Regions from separate parts of the Danio rerio genome. Here region 2 is linked to region 1. The links are chromatin contacts, called in public Micro-C maps. All regions are on one chromosome and are shown on one strand. The core of a region is the stretch at or near the end of the contact, and the rest is flanking DNA. Distances in the headings are between cores, read along the strand shown.

Region 1 (4,232 bases), core at 425-2,924:
AGCTTCAGAGTACAGTATATGAATGTTTATGGGGTGATGTTCGTTTTTGGGTGAACTTTTCCTTTAGCTTGTTTATGAAAGTGTAGGTAACACATCTACAGGGCATGCACAATGACATAACAAGGCAAAACAAGGGCAATTATTTGAATTTATGTCACAATAGTCAATATTGGAGAGGACAGACTTACAGGGGGAATTTTTTAATAAATGACTTAATCGTCACTTGTTCAATTTAAATATCCTTGTTAAATAAAAGTCTTAATTAAAAAAAAAAGTTATTTTTCTTATAAAAAGGTAGGTTAATATTACTGTTAAAATCAAAGAAATTGTTAAATTATTTAAACTTATGTCACATTTAATTAATGCTTAAAGCATTAAACATTTTATGTATAACTAAATTGGCACAATAGATCTGATCTGAACTAAGACTTAAGATTTTGAGGGAGGCGGTTCTTTCTTTATTTGATCCACTCAGTGGTAGGAGGCCCGAACTTGCAAAACCGTCTGTTTCAAAGAAATGAAAAGAACTGATTCAGTGATGCTTTTTTTAATGCAACAAGTAAAAATATACAATCACAGTACATTATAAAGAAATGGAAAGACAAAAAGAAAACAACAAAAAAACAAAACAAACGGTAAAAGAAAAAGATTATATATTTTACAAATTTCTGTTGTTTTTAAAGCCTTTTTTGTAAAAGAGTTAGAAATAGTTTCAGAGTAATACTGCATTTCAGTGAGCAAAATATTAAAAAAGGTTTTTGGTTTGAAAATTATAATTAAATTAAATTAAATTAAATTAAATATATTATATTAATATATAATGTTACATACATACATTATATGTATGTAACATTTTGTTAATAAGATAAGAAGATTTATGTAAAGCTTTTGTTTTATAATTAACAAAACCAAACAAAACATTTTCCCTTAATATGGAAAAATCTTTATCAACATTCTCAATTACAATAAAGGGAAAATCTTTCCTAAGCAACTTAGAATAACTGCCTTGCCAAAATAAGTGAATTAGGTACTGTTAGGTGTTGCTTACAAAATGAATAATTACTTTCAATATCTCCTTTTTTATATCTTGCTAAAGTATTCAATGGGTATGTACCTATTTTACACAGTCTTTGGTATGTACGGTGAATAATTCCAAATGAAACTTATGAAGTAGCTATTTGGAATGAGCCATATTTTCCTCCAATCAATATCAGAAACTAAAGAATTCCAATAAAAGTAACATTTGGAACTGATACAATTCCATTAAGAAATAAAGATTGTACTGATTTGTTTGAAGATTCAGTGATGCTTTTACGTACGTCTCTTCTACGCCTGGATCATCAGCTTGTTTTTATCCACGATTTTGCTAATACATACATATATTTTTTTTCATTATATTTGGCTGTTAGTAGCTTAAAAGGTCTGTCTGACAAATCACTCACGCAAAAGCATCATTTTTATTACGAAAATAATTACTCAATCCATCCTAAATATCCATCAGATAGAAGTTCATTTCAGTTTGTCCTTTTAAACAACACTTACTATGTTATGTGCATTAAAAACGTTTTAACAAAAAGTCATTTCAGGTCGACGAATCAGTTCAGCTAATGCATTCAAAAGATTCGACTCAAATGAATGATTCGCTTAAGAATCAGACATCGCTAACTTCCGGTCAGCTGACACTACGTCGTCGTTGTTTGCAAACAAAACTACCGTGTGTTCATGCCTGCTCCGTCCACTGACAGACAGCACTCTCAACTGCGGCCATGGGGGAGAACGACGAAAGCGAGATAATTGAGCATCATGACGACGAAGAGATGGAGAAGAGACGGCCGCCGCGGACTCACGCGCAGTCGTTTCTGGAGAGCGTGGCGTCGTCGGTGAAGGAGGGACACAGCAGCACTCAGTCCTCACACCGCCTGCTCGCCTACAGTGATGCCCTCATCTCCATCATCGCCACTGTCATGGTGAGGAAAACTCACACTCAGCCTCTGGGACATCTTACTTATTTATAATATACGTAAACTGTCGTCCACGTGACAGGGCGCATAATGACAATTCCTTGTTATTCCCCATGACTCACTTGTTTTTGAGCTCCATTCAAAAGCTTTTCCTATGAAGTAACGTTACATGTATGATAATGAATTTTAAGAACTGCCTGCTTTTTGTGTTTACAGATTTTGCCTGTTGCACATACAAAAATTCAGGAAGATGAGGTAAACCTATCTTTAGATCATCTTAAAGTGACAGTTCATCCTAAGAAAGAGAATTGTCATCATTTACACACGTTTATGTTGAGCGAAACCTTTGTGACTGTGTGAACACAGAACAAAACGCGTGTCTTCATGTGCATATGTACATACAGTATGTGTTACTTGCAGAAAAGAAAATCATCTGAATTTAAGTCAGTGTTTCTCAACCAGGGGGCACCAGCACACACCCACAAGATGACTTGTAAATTATTTTAAATAAACAGATAAGATATTAGCTAAAAGCCAACTGAAATCGATATTCACTGTAGGCTGAAATCTTATTAACTGCTATAATTTGTTCATTTAGCATCTTTATTTTTCAGTAACTTAATTTTTGTATGTTTTGCAGCTCTAGTGGTATGAAAGCACAGATATGTAAGGTGTTTTTCATTAAAATATACAAAAATCACTTTTTTTTTGGCTTGAAGAATGTTCAAATCCAAAGATATAAGCAGTTTTAACTAATGACATGGATGGATCGTGTCCATTGTTGTCAGACTAATGATGTCATACACCCTCGATACTTTAATATGAGGTGTTTTATTAGACTGCACAAAGCAGACAGAAGTCTGAAATGTGTTTAGTATGATAAAACTGCATGTTATCAGTGAAACCACAGGAATACTTTAGCTCATCCATGAACATCATTTCTCCAGGAATCCTTTAGGATGGATTGAATACCCCGTGATTCCACAAGTTCATGGCGTCATCAAAATACGTCTTTGTTTGTTGTAAATACACTCCCTCTAGAAGCAAAAGTGACTGTCTTTAATAAATAAAACTGCATGCTTCTTGTGATAAAGCATTGTCACTGGAGCTCCTCTTCTCTGTTTATTATGGTTATGACAAGTCACCCAGTATTTTAAACAGTATAAGCACATATTACAACAGGGCTGCACAATATATTGTTTCAGCATCGATATCGAAATGTGTGCATTTACAATTGTCACATCGTAAGACATGCAATGTTGAGTCTGGATTATAGTTGAACAGGAGTTAAAGTATTGTATTAAATTACTCTATACAGAATTTTTATGATTTATGCAAGAAAAGAGAAGTTCTTTTGGCAGATAACTTTGCTTGTTTTTTGCTTATGTTCTTGCCTCTAAACTCTTATTTCTTCCGAAGTTAAAAACAAAACAAAATCTTTACCTGATCTAAGAATTTTTGGATATTTTACAAACTGCATTCACATCGAAGGTGGCGAGAGCATTAAAGTTTGCTCTAACCGCTGTGACGACAACAGCTCCGGCAGTGAGAGCGTCAAAATTTGATATATTAATCTCGTATTTAAAGGAGCAGTTGCAGCATACCAGATAGTAAATCAGTTACATTCCCACATAAAACATGCTTTCTAGCGTGAAAATGTTGCACGTTTTTTCTCAAATTTATTTAACAATGCAAGATTAAGTTGATGCGTGTGGTATGGCTTTGCTTTACTTATCCAATATGTGTCCTTCTGTCTGAAATGTTCTGAAATCGTTATAGCTAGCACGAGATTACCAATTTATTTTTAAAGAAATAAAACATATTTATATCATTAATGCACATCAGTAACTTGCCAGTTACTGTATTTTATTGTATGTCCCTGGAGAAACATCGTAAATAGTTGGAAATACGGCGACCGCAATAATCAACCCATTGGGTAAAAACTGCGGTCTTAAGTTCACAGGACTGTGTTTTCTGGAAACCTCTCAAGTGGTGGACTTAAACATTCTGATTGCTTGCCGCCGAACCACATCATAGTTCATTGCCATAAAGTTGCCTTGATTACAACTCTCCTTGACACCCACACCAGTGAAAGCGCACCGCGCTGCTCCTCGCTGCTTATTGCCATCGGCTCCCATTGAAAATGAATGACTTCCAGCTACTTTGACGTTCTTGCCGCTTTCGGTGTGAATGCACAGTTAGGCCGAAGCAACAAACTGCAGGCTTTGGATGTTTATATCAGTTCTATATCTTCTAAATGCAAATGTTGGC
Region 2 (3,938 bases), core at 146-2,645, 220 kb after region 1:
GTATTTGATCAAAAATAGAGTAAACACATAATGATATCAAATATTATTACAGTTTGAAATGACTGTTTAAAAATGTTGTGGCTGAAAGGGCATCCACTGCATAAAACATTGATGATTCATTCTGCTGTGGCAACCTCAGATATATCAGGGACAAAGATGAAAGAAAATAAATGAATGAATGTTTAAAATTTTTTGCAACTTATTCTTTATTGGCAAAGCTTAATTTTTAGCATCTAGAAAGCACTCGTATATGCTGATTTAAAAACATTTAATATTATCAGTCTTGAAAACAGTGCTCCTAAATTTTGTTTAATTATTTTTTTATGACTGAACAGTTCAAATGAGTTCAAATGTACAGCATTTATTTTAAATATATACAACAGAATATAAAAATGTTTATTAAAAATGTCTTTACTGTATATTTTGATCTGAATAACATCTTTATAATGTATAAATACTTTTGTTTTTATTTTACTTTTAAAACTATTTATGATTTTTGAGTGTAGCAGTAACTTAAAATACTTACATGTTTTTATTGCAGCTGGTGGTGATTAGCGCTGACACCTGAAGTAGCAAGAGGACAGGGATTTTAATATACAACATACATTTATCCCTTTATTGACACAACTGTAAGAAATACAATATTGCCAAAGCTTTATTTACCCAAAATATCTTTTATTTACCCAAAATAAAGATACAAAAATAGCATACTACTATAACAAGACAGACACAGATTTGGAAACATTTCCAGAAATATGACTGTACAGAGGTTATGTGTTTTTATTGTCGACATGCGCCCCCTAGAAGAATGACACAACCTGTGTCTGAATATTGGAGAGGGTGCTGGAGCTCAGCTCTCCTCAAATGGCTCTGCAGCGAGCACCACTTGGAATATTTGCCTACTTCAGTCTATCCAGGCATGTTAAAATACGCACATTCATAAGTTATCTGAATCTGAATTCATATGGTAATCTGAATCGCATTTTTAAAGTAACGTTAGTAATAGCTACATATCAAACCAACACAACATCTATGTACTGCAACGTCTAACAAATTAGCTCTGTAAACGTTTACAGCATGACTTTACAATCAAAACGTTCTCAAAACGTCAGGAATGAATCGTAAAGTCTTCGATAAAGATTAAGTGTAAACAAAACAGCTAGCAGAGATACAGTCGACATTGAATTGTGTTACATAAGATTATATTATTTTATCGTGGATTTAGCTACATACAAAATATAATTAAACGTACCGAAAACAGAACATCAGTGTTGTAAAAGAGTGCACCGTCTTAAAACATATCCTGCATATGACATACAAGAATAAGCCCAGATGGCCAAGATGCACTGAATGAACTTCCCTATTGCTTTTTCGGCATGCGCAAACTGCAGCGTGCCCTGTTGATTATTGGCTCGTTGGCTCACTTAGGCGGGACATGATGACAACTCATCGCAAGAATTAAAAAAACATAGACGTGTCCCTATTTAGCTCATAGGGAAAGAAAGAAAGAATATATATATATATATATATATATATATATATATATATATATATATATATATATATATATATATATATATATATATATATATATATATATATATATATATATATATATATATATATACTGTATGTATATATATATATATATATATATATATATATATATATATATATATATATATATATATATATATATATATATATATATATTATTTCTTATATTATATATAAGATAATATTATATATTATATAGAATATTATAGAATATTATATATAAGAAAAAAGAAAAAAGAAAAAAATATATATATATATATTCTTACTTTCTTTCTTTCTATCTTGTATGTATATACATCTCCAAATCAGAAAAGGTTGGGACAGTATGAAAAACGCAAACTAAAAAAAAAGTAGTCATTTCTAAATTTAGTTTGAATTTCATTGGAGATTGTTTGAACACCAAATATTTCATGATTTTGTCAGGTTAACTTCATTTTATTTGTAAATATACATCCCTTCCTGTCAATCAGACCTGCAGCACATTCCAAATAGGTTGGGACAGGAGCTATTAGGGCTAGTAATCAGGTAAACTGGTTAATTAACGATGTGATTTGAAACAAGTGATGTCAACAGGTGATTATGATTTGGTACAAAAGCAGCATCCAAGAAAGGTCCAGTCCTTTAGGAGCAAAGATGGGCAGAGGATCACCAGTATTTCAACAAATACGTGAGAAAATTATTGAAATTTTTAAAAGCATGGTTCTCACAGAAAGCGAGATATTTCACCTTCAACAGTGCATAACATAATTAAAAGATTTGAGTAATCTGGAGGAATTTCAGTGTACGTAAAGGACAATGGTATAAGCCTAAGCTAAATAACAATGATCTCTGATCCCTCAGGTGGTACAGCATCAAGAATCATCATTCATCTATAAGCAATATCACCACATGGGCTCAGAACAACTTTGGCAAACCTTTGTCAAGCACCACAATACACAGTTCCAACAAAAAATGCAAGTTCAAACTGCTGTGCCAAAAAGGAAGCCCTATGTTAACAGTGTGCAGAAGCACTGTCGACTTCTTTGGGCTCGAAGGCATCTGACCATTGGACCATCACACAGTGGAAACATGTACTGTGGTCAGATGAATCAGTATTTCAGTTATTTTTGTGGAGAAATGGACTCCATGTGCTCCGGACCAAAGAAGGTAAGGATCATCCAGACTGTTACCAGCAACAAGTCTAAAAGCCAGGGTGTTTTAGAAAAGGTGACGTTACTGATGATTAACATCGTTCTGCCCGTGTGTTCACAATCTACATAAAGCTCCACTGGGTGTCACTGCTGGAGTATATCCTCACACAGTGTTCTGCACCAGCACACTTTCAGCAACATTGTGGTCACAGTGCATCAACACACTTCACAAGTATCAGTGTCACAGGTCACTGTCCACTGACACTAGCCAAAAAGACTGTGTGGGCCACCAGAAGTGTCACTGTAAGTGGTGTGATGTGCCAGTGGATTCTGTGAGTCAGATGTCATTTCACCTTAAGTTAAAATGGCCTCTGAAATGAGCGTCATTCAGTCTTTGACTATGGATTTGGACAAGAAGCCTTGGTTTGGAGTCTGCACTGCAATTCATCCTTTCTTTCTCACTTTATCCATTCTTTTTCCCAAGTCCATTCTTAAGTTTTAAGGTATGCATAGTGTTGTAAAGTAATTAAAAATACACAAATTACTATAATTGAGCACTTTTTCTCAGGAATTGTAATTTAGTAAGTAAAAATGTAGTTTTAAAAATGTGTACTTTTATTTTCCCTTGAGTACATTTTTAGTGTAGTTATCATTACTTTTACTTCACTACTTTTCTTCAACCTTTAGTCACTACTTTTTTTTTCTTGTCTATGGGGATTAGAAAAATCAGTCCTGTGATTCCTATCAAATCTCACATAGAAGGTAAATCCCCTCATAATGAATTACCTCAAAATAGGGTTATCAAAAGAAATATATTAATGCAATTCAAATATATAATATATAAATTGATGTTTACTTTAAACTTATTATAAATATATAAACATATTGTTCAATTATATTGATAAAAATATATATATATATTTTCCAAGATGTCCAAGATGTCCAGAATCTTTACATGCATTGACCCCGAGAATGTTAAGATGCATGTCACTGATGAGAAGATGACAGATGTTTACTGTATGATGATCGAAATGGCCTTAAACATCCAGCAGGCACAAGATGTCAACATGATATCAGAATAAAGTTGTACCCCAGTGTCATAGGGATGTTGCATTTAGTTTTTCAACGAAAATCATGGAAGTGTCAGCATGTGATGCAAAAATGACATTGGATATTTGCTCGACATTGGATTTTCATCAATTTCCAATACAATCTAAAGTCAACCAAATTTCAATGTCATTTGATGTTGTT

Evidence for each region. A called contact is a pair of places that touch in the nucleus more often than the background predicts.
Region 2: a contact with region 1 is called in a Micro-C map of caudal fin, with 2.7 times the contacts expected there. The contact joins the promoter of si:dkey-193c22.1 here to the promoter of tmem175 in region 1. A contact is called at or near these places in 5 of 18 Hi-C or Micro-C datasets (caudal fin, embryo, hematopoietic stem cells and 2 more) and 2 of 4 datasets of contacts at active chromatin or transcription factors (embryo and gastrula embryo).

What each region holds. Positions count from the first base shown.
Region 1 is chr5:40,924,774-40,929,005 of GRCz12tu, forward strand. It overlaps tmem175 (transmembrane protein 175), which reads left to right and starts at 1,675. Exons shown (of 10, transcript NM_001100075.1): 1 at 1,675-1,967; 2 at 2,178-2,216. The coding sequence starts at 1,767. LOC141385571 (a long non-coding RNA gene) reads left to right here. Exons shown (of 4, transcript XR_012406196.1): 4 at 1-597.
Region 2 is chr5:41,140,328-41,144,265 of GRCz12tu, forward strand. si:dkey-193c22.1 reads right to left here and starts at 1,396. Exons shown (of 9, transcript NM_001100034.1): 1 at 1,253-1,396; 2 at 527-564. The coding sequence starts at 528.